Regions from separate parts of the Zea mays genome. Here region 1 is linked to region 2. A link is a contact called in public Hi-C data. All regions are on one chromosome and are shown on one strand. Each heading gives the region's core, a stretch centred on a gene start, on an enhancer-like site or on the middle of the called end of the contact. The rest is flanking DNA. Distances are from core to core; before and after follow the strand shown. Region 1 holds the start of LOC100126935 (FAD/NAD(P)-binding oxidoreductase family protein). Region 2 holds the start of LOC111828497.

What was found. Hi-C and Micro-C count contacts between places; a contact is called where the count stands out from the background.
Region 1: a contact with region 2 is called in a Hi-C map of tassel, with 2.8 times the contacts expected there. The contact joins the promoter of LOC100126935 here to the promoter of LOC111828497 in region 2. A contact is called at or near these places in 3 of 25 Hi-C or Micro-C datasets (ear, leaf and tassel).

What each region holds. Positions count from the first base shown.
Region 1 is chr1:49,958,985-49,964,808 of Zm-B73-REFERENCE-NAM-5.0, reverse strand. It overlaps LOC100126935 (FAD/NAD(P)-binding oxidoreductase family protein), which reads left to right and starts at 3,773. Exons shown (of 13, transcript XM_008656813.3): 1 at 3,773-3,866; 2 at 4,689-4,744. The coding sequence starts at 3,788.
Region 2 is chr1:49,662,891-49,668,525 of Zm-B73-REFERENCE-NAM-5.0, reverse strand. LOC111828497 reads left to right here and starts at 1,600. Exons shown (of 9, transcript NM_001360189.1): 1 at 1,600-2,221. The coding sequence starts at 1,802. It overlaps LOC100273099, which reads left to right. Exons shown (of 8, transcript NM_001147548.1): 8 at 1-332. The coding sequence ends at 105.

The sequences.
Region 1 (5,824 bases), core at 2,524-5,023, 290 kb before region 2:
GATCAACGTGCCATTTATGCTATCAGGTTGAATGGGGCTATGAACAGATTAACGTGCCATTTATGCTATCAGTTTGTAGTTTATTTTCTTTGATTATGTATGTAATAACATAATATCATTCAAAGGAAGTCCTTCTATTGTTGATGAAGTCAACCCAAACAATTGATCATTAAGACAAAGACCTATCAATTTCTTAATTAGGTGACAACTTATTTAAGTCAATTTTACTTTAAATTATAATTATTTTCTTCAAATGAAGTTAATATGTGCTATTATCTATGTATTTGCACGCTTTAAATTTTTTAGCTAGTATAAATATTGTTCATGTTATATTGGATCATACACTTAGATCCTGGCTCCGCCACTACCGTCGAGATGCTTCAGCCACGTGGCTAGGGCTAGAAAAATGGCTCGGGCTCGACGAGCCGACTCGCTCTCGGTGCAGCTCGGCTCGACGACGCTTGCAAATCCACATCGAGCCGAGCTGAGCCCATTTTGCGAGCTCGAAAATTTCCCTAGCCGAGCTAGCTCGTGCGAGCTCACGAGCCGGCACAACCAGAGTGACGGAGGGTGCTGGCCTATGGGCTGCGACCTTTCGGGAAGCTCGACCTGTGGCATATGGGTTGTTGCCTTGCGGTCCAACTGCTTCTGCTAAACCTAAGCCAGTACACCACCGCCGCGCTCACTGACGGGCGAACGACCTCACAACCCTCAACCCTATCCGCCAAAGCGCACCTTTTGGTCTACTTGTCAGCTCGCCACGACGTCGGCACACCGTCACTTCCCTTGGGGCTCAGGCCTCTGCTCCTCCCATCCTCTACACGTCCGACGTCTGCCATCGGTCCACGGCTCGACCGAGTGACTGCCTCACCGACAAGCAAATAGGGTGTCGTTTGGTTCAAATATTGGTAACGTAACAGATAACAATAACGTTAAATTATGTTTGTTTAAGTCCAACCGTAATCGATACCACACTAAAAATGGATACCGACTTATTCAAATTTGTTACCACTGGTATTCGAGTGTGAATCATTACCATTACTATTTACGTTACATTTTGTGAACCAAACAACACCTAAGTGTTTTGGGTTGATGCAAGTGCAAGCGGCAAACTGCTTCACGTCAACTCTATGGCTATGTATGCAAGCTATAATTTCAGATTTTCAGTTTATAGTTATGGTGCGTCCGCGCTGTGAGCGAGCTGACAACCTATAATTTCATTTTATAGTTATGAACTTTCAAATTTTATCATGAGCTATGATTGATTTCATTTGGAGTTTACATTTTTTGGTTATTGTAGTGTAGCAGTCGAGCATATGCTTGACTAGCTCGCGAGCCTGTAACAAGCCGAGACGAGCCTCATTGGCGAGCTTGCCAAAGGACCGAGCCGAGCTCGGCTCGCTTTCGCGCCGAGTCAGACTGAGCTGGACTCAGCTCGGCTCGTTTCCAGCCCTACGCGCGACATCCTCATCGCCTGGTCCAACGACGATCGACGTCGGGAGCTGCACTTCTGCGGCCAGGTCATGCCCAGAGCCGGTGGCCATGGTGGATTCAGGGTGGGGTTAGGTGGGAAACACATGGAGGAATGAGAAAATGGATGATGAGGCAAGGGTAAATCTCTTGTAACCCAATTAAATCAATTTTTGTTTTTTAATAGCCAAAAGACATTTTAGCGTTTAGGCCAAGTTTTATAACGGCACTAGATCGAAGCCCACTCGATTAATGATAAAGTGGAAAAGTCCACTTTCGTTTTTTTCTTAAAAACAGAGGAGAACTACATATAGAAGAAAGAAGGGTCAGTGCCTGGACAGGAAAACAAGAAACACACCCAAAACACACACCCTCTAACGCACACAAACACCTGACACACCTGTTTACATACACCACACATCATAAGGCTCACTCCAACAATCCACTCGATCGTTCACCCCCCCCTCTATACTGTATGTACGTACTCCCTCCATTACTCCAACGCTTCACCCTCTTCCTCCCCTGTTTTCTGTGTGTCAGAAATCTCCTCGCGTGAAGAGGGGAGCACTAATATCCCCCTCTTCACTAATCACTAGGTATGTACCCGTGCGTTGCGACGGAAGTAAAAAATTTGTATGAAACATAAATTTGGAACAACAAACATCACTATAATATGCACTAGGTAGATGATGTCTAGTGTGTTGTTCCTCCGTGTTCCATTTTCTATGTCACCAAGCATTGTAATTTTTCGCTTCCTGTCTAGCAGAAGTAGACAAATTTGTAATTAATTGAAAGGTAAACCCATAACACTGCAATCTTATAACTTGAGTATTTACAACAGCGATCAACAACTTAAACCTACAATTTAGTTGTCTGTAAGCAAGAATGCGGCTCTTATAGCTAACTATGCAGTTCTCCACCATGGGCACCGCGACAACCTTGAACATGCCATCCTAATGGTTATCCTTGTTCAAAATTCAGATACTAAACTGCTCACATAAACTTCTTGATTGAATTTTGAGTCCGTCAAATAATCTCCCAATTAAGTCCATCATCATGAACAACACGAAAACGGAGAAGTTGCACATTTTTGCACAGTCAACACAAAAAAAGTCAGCAGAAGGAAAGAAGGGCGAATGCTAAATTGAGAAGCGAGAGTAACATGAGACATGCGTGACATGTTCGTCCGTGTCAAGGTCGAAAGTGAATCGGGCTCAGGTGTCCAATCTAGGTAAGGCTCTGATTCTATTCATATCTAACGCACCGCGTCTTCCCCTGCAGCGACACCTTAGTGCTGCTAAGCGACCGGATATGGACCACAACCTACAAATCGGAGCAGTTAAGCGACCATAAGCATTCATGTGCTCGATGAAATGCTAATGGGCACAGTCCCACGCGAGGAGAGCTCTAAGCAGCTCGGACTGTAGTCTAGACGGCCGCTCGAGTGTTGGCTCGACCTCCACGACGACGAGCACACCCACGAGACGCTCATCACTTCGTGCTCGATCAGGGGGAGGGGGGCTCACCTTGACCTAGGCTGGATCTGTTACCGCCGCGCGCGTCGCCTCCGGACAGCCGCTCGAGTGCTGGCTCGACCTCCACGACGACGAGCACGCCCACGAGACGCTCAACACTTCGTGTCAGATCAGGGAGAGGGAGGCTCACCTTGACCCGGAACGAAGCAGCAGCCCGCTCTCCTGTGTTGTGCGACGCTGTCCACGCGAGGGAGTCGGGCAGTGACGGAGGAGAAGGGACACGTTGCACGGGGAACCGTGCGACCGACAACCTAAATGTTCTCGTAGCGGCAGGGGTGGGCAGAGGGGCGTCACCATGGCTGCTGGATCGGGCGGCGACAACCCTAGATGGAGAGGTGTTTGTTGGGACGCAAGCGCGAGGAAGTGCAGGGGGGACGCTGCCATTAAGGGCCACTTGTCATGGTCGGGGTGGGCATAACGAGGTGCGAGGAAGAGTCGCTTCGTCGATGGAAGGTGAGCGCCGGGATTGAAAAGGGATTGCGGGGGCATTGGAGTTGATTGCGGGGGCGGCCGCGGACGTGGGAATGAGACCGTTAATGGCGGCGATGAAAGTGCGACCACCATCCAGGATTGGAGCGGAGCGGAGGATGTCGGGGGTGGGAGGCAGAACCATGCACTATACCGGTGTGGACACCTACGCTCTGTTCTTAAGAAATAGTAGAGATATGAGGATAGAAGGGGATGATGCTGCGTCAGATGGCGGTGTGGGGGCGCGACATGTGGATGCTGCGTGAGCGCGACATGCGGGGAGGGTGAGCCCCACAAGGCAAGACTGACGATGCATGCAGGACCAGGGAGGGTGGGGGCGACATTGGGCATGCCCGGAGACAACTTTCGTAGGGAGGCGGCGACACGAGGATGGTTAGTAGAGATTATTTTTATAGTTATATGCCGCCTGCGCTGCTGCGCCGCCGGCTGCCCCCTCACCTCGCGTGCTCGATTCCCATCTCCCCCCTCCCTGCGCATAGCCGCACACCACCAACACCATTCACCAGACGCCGCCGCCGCCGCCGCCGCCGCCGCCCCTCATCCCTCTCCCTTCCCGCGCGCGGCCGCCGCATCCGTCCGGGCCTCCTCGTCTCCCCAGCCCCGCTGCCGCCGGTGAGCTACGCCTCCTCCTCGCTTTCTCCTCCCTTTCCTTCCTTCCTGTGCTGTTTGGCGCCTCCTCCTCTCTGTATCGCTGGATTCGGCGCTGAAAATTCGATGGAGGGAAAGCCTTGGCTCTCGGGATGCCCGCGGATGCTACTTGTGCGTGCATGCGTTGCAACTCTGGCACCGATTCCGTTCCTTCCTTGCGGCGGCGGCGGAAAAACAGAAGCTTCTCCATCCTTCCCTTCGTTCGTGCTCTTCTTCTTGTTATTCCGTTTATCGGTCTGGCGCAGAAAGAAACAAGAGATGAGATCTAGTCTGCTACCGGAGTCCCCGTACGTACCCAGTGCTTCGCGGCTTCGGCAGGGGTGCTGCTGGCTGCAGACGCTGATCTGTATCCACCGGCCACCGCCATTCGTGTTTCTCCATGTAAACGGTGGAGGATTTTGTGTCTGTTGGCTGCTGCTTCCAATGCGCTCCACGAGAGACGAGACCCTCTCTGCCAGTTCCCTTGTGTTTCAAAACAGAGCTCGAGTTCAAATTGCTTATTTAGTTTCTTTTTTCTCTTCTTACTTATTGACAACGTGTTCACAGGGTTCATCAGCAGAAGCTGCTTGCTCCGCCGCCGCCGCCCTCTTCCTCCTCTACTGGTACGCTCGCTCACTTGCATCAGGTTCTTCTCTTCCCACGCTTCTATTCAGAGCATAACAGTTGCTAATCCCCTTGTTGCGCTAGCTTAATCTTAGATTTTGCTTCGGGGTTCGGCTAAATTTCGTCGGATGGATATCGATGCCAGCGCCAGCGTCATGTGCCAGCTGCTGAGCCCCGAGGGAGACCCTCTAGGCTCTGCGCTCATGAGGAAGACAGAAGAAGCAAAGCGAAGCAAGGCGACCTCCTCCTCCCCTGCTGCACAGAGTGGGCCGGGGCCACGGTTGCAGGCACGAGAAGGAAGCAGTGTCCGTCAGTAGCAGCGGTGGAGGTGCTCCGCGGTCCTAGTTCAGTAGTTCTCCCCCTCCGGCGGTGGCAGCGGTCGGATGTGCGTCGCGGCGGCGGAAAGCAGCCCCCCCCCTGGAGCTCGGAGCCGTCCTTCTGAAGCTCGGCGGCGGCGAGATCTGAGTTCGGTCGCGCGGAGAGGAGGTTTCGCTGTGCCGGCGTGGTGCTCCCGGAGCCGCGCGCGGAGGCGGCGCCTTTGCGCATTGCCGTTCCGTCCGTCCCGTCCCTGCAAGCTCTAAGACTTCCGAAGAATTGAAACTGGGGTTCTTGGGGGCGCGACATGTGGTTGCGTTCTGACGCTGCGTGAGCGCGACATGCGGGGAGGGCGAGCCCCACAAGGCAAGGCTGCGATGCATGCAGGGAGGGCGGGGCGGCACTGGGCATGCGCGGAGGCAGCTTTCGTAGGGGAGGCGGGGGCACGAGGATGGTCTACACTATTGTCTTAATAGTTAGTAGAGATAGAGAATGATATTTAATGTGAAATTAATTGTTTTTAATTTTAATTACCAAATAACAATGTGTCACTGTACTAAAAACATTATATGATTTTTTAAACTTTAGAAACTGATATATAAATGTCAAATAGTCCACTTAAAGTATAAAGGGGAGCCGAATAGGGGAATTGATTGGAGAGGAGGTGAAACAAGGGGAGAAATAAAAGAGGGGAAGTTATTTAAAAATGCATACAAAGTACAAATAGAGGAAGATAAGAGGGGGAATGGTTAGAGCGAGCCTAA
Region 2 (5,635 bases), core at 351-2,850:
GCCATTTGCATGTCCATCTTTGTGGGCTACCGATTTTCTAGGAACAGGAGCACTGCCCAGTTTACACCACTTGAACAGATCCAGTTTGCTGAAGAACGCCATTGATTGGAATTGAGATTAGGCGAAGCATCAAGCAACAATGTTTCATCTGTTCCACCATTGTACCTCCAAAGTTGACAGATTGCTGCATTGAAGTTTTGAACCGGGTTGTTGTGATCCAGTATAGGGAGATATTGAAAGCATACACGATACATAATTTAATTACAGACTGCCGGTTTTTATCGTAGGAAACAATTTCTATATGCTATACATCAAACCGGTTATTGGCGGCTCATGACTTTGACGATTGTTTCATTGGTTGCATAATATTTGAATATATCTAAATTTGGTTCGAATGCTGAAGTGAATTTTTTCTATGATAACGCTGATTTGTTGAAAGATCTGCCCCGTGCCCGTAGGATCCCTGTCTTTTCCTACGATGAGCAATCCATAGCAATTCTATTTAAATAAAAAATTTAGTTTAAAATGGGAGGTTTTCGCTCCCTTGTTTTAGCACCCTTTCTTCCAAACTAATCCTTAAGAGCATCTTAAAAAACTAGTTAAATAGCTCGTTAAGCCAAATATTGACTATTCAACAACAAAATAACTCTGTAACAGACTAGCTATCTGACTCGTTAAGCTATCTGATTATCTAAATTAGCTCTCACTAGCTAAATTTAGCTAGCCATCTGATTAGTAAAACTAGATAAATAGTCTGTTGGATATAAGGTAGCGTTTGGATCCAGAGTATAGGGTCATGGAGCCACTCTATTATAGTATATAGCGTGTTTGGTTTGATTCTACGTAGAATCGATAGGCTCCAAAAAGAGAATATTCATTCAATATACTGCATCTCTGGGCTCCAGAAAAACACTCGAACCTATACGCTCGAGTTCTCCAGTCGCAGCGTGGGGCTGTGCCCCTGTTCTCTCCCCTCCCGTCGTAGCGTCTCTGTTCTAAACTATGTAAATCGTGCGGGCTGTTCTGTCAAATCTAGTCATTACTCATTAGTCTTTAATAGCTTAAAGTATTATAATTTTTTTATCTCCACATTTATGACCGTGAAAACCATATACGTATTGTAATTATATTATTTTTTGTTTGAATTAGTAATATTATTATTTTTGTGTATATATATGGAGAAGATCTATTCTATCCACTCTATAATTGAACACAGAATGGGTTGTTCCATTCTACTTCATTCTAGAACCAAACAAAAAAATAGAGTGACTCTGTTCTAACTGTCAAACACAGAACGGAGCCATTCTGTTCTTAGAATCTGGAACGGAGCCATTCCATCCAAATAGACTCTGGAACCAAACACTACCTAAATAGACAGTCAAACAAAGAGCTAAAAATAAAAAGTCTCTTGGATATGCTCTAAAGAGGGAAGAGTAAAATTTGCGTATACTCTTAGTAATTTAAGTTAACAAACAAGCAACTAGATTGAGTTCAAATCAAGTCTAAAATTTTGCCCCACCCTTTGAATCCATTCAATTTCACGAAAAATCTGCAGAATCCTGTAGCATTTACCGGAGCCCAAAATATCCGTATGAATGCGGCCCGTCACCCTTGAGAAGTTTGAGACAACGCCGCACTTCAGGTCCTATCGGCAATCTGGGCACCCACTGCCACTAGCCTGAATGCCCCCACAAGTTCTAGGGTTTTAGGTCCAAGGTTTTTGTGCAACCTTCGTCCGCGCGCCACCAATTTCTTAGCAATTAGTACCTCACACGTGCTCCCTCTGCTGCTGCGCCGCTCTATGGCTGACCCATTGGACGCGGCCGCCGCCTTCGGTGTATCCACCAACGACAACAATGTCGACGACGTCGAGGACCTTTACGCGGACCTCGACGAGCAGGTCGCCGCCGCGCTCGCTGCCGCAGGGGAGAGTGGCGGCTCAAACGCGAGGGATTCCGACCCCCTCACCGACGGCGAGGGGGAGTTCCCGGAGCCCGACGAGAACGAGGCGGTGGATTTGGGCGACGGGACCGAGGGCTACAGCAGCAGCGATGATGAGAGCGATGATGGCCTTCGCATCGTGCTGAACGAGGACACCAGCGCGCCACTGCCGCCGCCCCCTGTGGGGCGCGGCGAGGGATGCGTGGCTGAGGATGAGGAGGGAGATGATACGAGCAACCGTGTGAAGGTTTCATCTGTTAACGATGGCGGGTGGGCAACGGTATGATTCTTGAATTGGCTGAGTAATTGGTAGTATTAAGATTCTTATTGGTGCTGTAGTGCGAAATTGGAGTATTATAGGTGTAGTTAGGGGTGTTTGGTTTGTAGGGACTAATTTTTAGTACCTTCATTTTATTCCATTGTAGCCCAAAATTGTCAAATACAGAAAATAAATTATAGTTTTAGTTTCCGTATTTAGCAATTTAGGGACAAAAATGGAATAAAATAGAGGGACTAAAAATTAGTCCCTAGAAACCCTAAACCCTTTAATTCAGGGGAGGTTCTAGATACTTTGGTGCTGTGGCGTATTGCATGTTTTATGTGGGTTCCTGCCAATCCTATTAAACTTCTTGTGAGCTTCAAGTCGATTGACTCTCTATTCCAATTTCCTCTGTGCTGAATTGCTGATACATGTAGCTCGAGGATGTTGTGTTGCAGTTGTTTACTTAATGATGTATGTATTTCTAAGCAAAACAATTTGGATGAATGTATTGCATATGTGGCTTCTATCCAACTATGCAAGTCACAAGGAAAGGGGGAAGCCTAGCAAGATGATTTGCTTGCTTAATCTTTCATTGATTGAAGGGGTACATTTATAGGGCTGAGATAGCAGCCATCCTTATCTAATATCTTAACAAACCCAATCCTTATGTATCTAAACAAACTCCTTATCCCTATCCATCTAAACAAACTAACTGATAGTTATCCATCTAAACAAACTAACTGATTTTATTAGGGCAGCTAGGCTGTCGGTCATAACAGATCCAGATGATGAAAACTTCCACAAGTGAGAATCAGGCACTCCAGGCTGCAGAACAACATCCTCAAGAACATGATACAGCTCAAAAAATTCCAGCAACACTCTAAAAGTTAGGGCATCACTGACCAGCCTTTTGTTGATCCTTCTTCTAGGGACCATGGCTACAAGAGGGGTCAATCTTACTAACACTCCTATTGCAATTAACCATCTGTCCTTCCAGAAGAGTGTATTGGTACCATCCCCCACTACTGTAACCACAGCCGCCTCAAAGAGCTTCTGAACCTCTTTACTAGAATGAGTAGAAAAAACGGTCCAAGGTTTATTAGACTCAGTCTTTTGCAACCAAGGCCATCTAACCCGAAGAGCCCAGCATAACGATTTTAAATCATGCAGCCCCAGACCACCCAGTTCCTTTGATCTAGTAACTTTAGGCCACACGAGCAAACAGAGCCCTCCATTACCCTCTTTTCTGCCCCTCCACAAAAAGCCTTTTCGGAGTTTATCAATTTCCTTGATGGCCCAGTAAGGCAAATCAATAGCCATTGCAGTATAAATTATTTTTGCAGTCATAACAAACTGAACGTATACTGCCCTGCCAGCTCGGTTCATCATCTCAGCTTTCCACCCTGGGAGCATGGATGCCACTTTATTGATCAACATACAGATCTGGGATCGAGGCAACTTATATAACGCTAAGGGGAGGCCCAGATAGGTGCAAGGGAAAGCAGAGAACTCACAAGGAAGCATACTTTTAGCCACAACAACCGTATCACTTGAGCAATGATTTGGAAGCACATTACTTTTCTGGACATTAGTTTTGAGGCCTGAAGCTGTACCAAACAGTTGAAGAATGTTCAGCAACAAACTTATGTCAGGAGGGTCGGGCCGCAGGAAAATCATCACATCATCCGCATAAAGAGAAATGCGATGTTGCAATGGTTTTGAGGACAATGGTTGCAAGAGACCTTCCTCAGACGCCTGCTGAATCAGCTGTGATAGAATATCCATTACTAAAATAAAGAGCATAGGCGAGAGGGCATCGCCTTGCCTCAGCCCCCTTTGGTACAGAATACGCTCACCTGGAATCTCATTGACTAAAATCTGAGTAGAAGAGGTAGCCAACAGCCCACTAATAATATCACACCAAATCTGCCCAAATCCAAACTTCTTCACGACTTCAATAAAAAAGCCCAAGATATTGAGTCGAAAGCCTTTGTAATATCTAATTTGAAAAGAATGCAGGGCTGTTTCTTTCGGTGAAGAAAATGGACTGTTTGTTGCACTAACATGAAGTTGTCCTGTATGAACCGTTTCTTGATGAAAGCAGACTGGGTTGGGGCAACCATTTACTGCAGTTTTCCAGCAAGCCTATTAGCCAAAAGCTTTGTGACCAATGTAGCAAAACTGTGTACGATACTAATTGGTCTGAAATCTTTCACATTCTGTGCTCTCTCCCTTTTAGGCAACCGAGTGATGTAGTGTCAAGGGCCTTAGAGTCTAGGGAAGGGGGCCCTCGGCTACGTAGGTCGTACCCTCGGTCCGTCTTCTCCGGTGAGGTTTTACCCCTCTTCCGAAGGCTTGAGAGTGGTAGGGAGAATGGAGGAAATAACTGTGTTATTGCTCGTCTCTCAAAGGAGCCAGCTACAAGGCTTTATAGCCTACGGTGTAACAAAAGGGGAAACTAATCCCTCTGATTTAGGATCTCTACTAAAAGGAAACTGATCTCTATGATTATTTCTTCTTCTAGCCGCCCTTCCTTCTATAGAGGTGGCGGCTGCATGTCCTTTGATTCTTTCCTTCTTCTAGCCACTGATTTCTTGGCTTTCCTTTTCTGCTGCTGACGTGGCACTGGCTGCTGCTCTTTCTGCAGCGCGCCTCCCGTCTCTTGCGCGCCTCCGACGGTTATAGGGGAGGCCCCACATGACATCTCTCCCCCCCTCGACTGGCAGCTCGTCCTCGAGCTGAAACGACGGGTGCTTGGCGCTGAAATCTTCCCAGTCTTCCCAAGTTGCAGCGGAGGCTGGCTGACCCTTCCAACGCACCAGGACCTCTTTTATCCCCCTTGCGAGGCGGGAACGCACCACCCGTTCCGGCTCGGGTATCACCTTTCCATGGAGCAGCTCAGGAAGCTCCGGGGGAGAGGTCGGTGGTGCGCCCACCCATTTCTTCAAGAGCCCCACATGGAACACATCATGAATCTTGGCCTTTGGTGGTAGAGCTAGGCGAACCGCGACGTCATTGATGATTTCAGTGACGCAATAGGGCCCAAAGAATCTGGGCTGCAGCTTTCCCTTCTGTGCCAGGGACATGGACGCCACCGGCCGATTGCGGAGACGCAACAGGACCCAGTCCCCCACGTTGTAGGCCACCGCCCGGTGTTTGTTGTCGTAGAACCGTTTCTGTACAGCCTGAGCCTGCTCCAGGCGATGTCGTACATCCTCCAGGAATGCTTCCCGCTCTGCCATTGTCTTGGCCACTGCTGCCACCCGGGTATCCCCCGCCTCATAGGACCGGATGGATGGGGGATGTCGACCATACACCACATGGAAGGGTGTGTCGCGGAGCGAAGACTGGTACGCCGTGTTGTATGTGTACTCGGCCCAAGGCAGCCACTTGAGCCACTCACGTGGCCGATCTCCCGTGAAACAGCGAAGG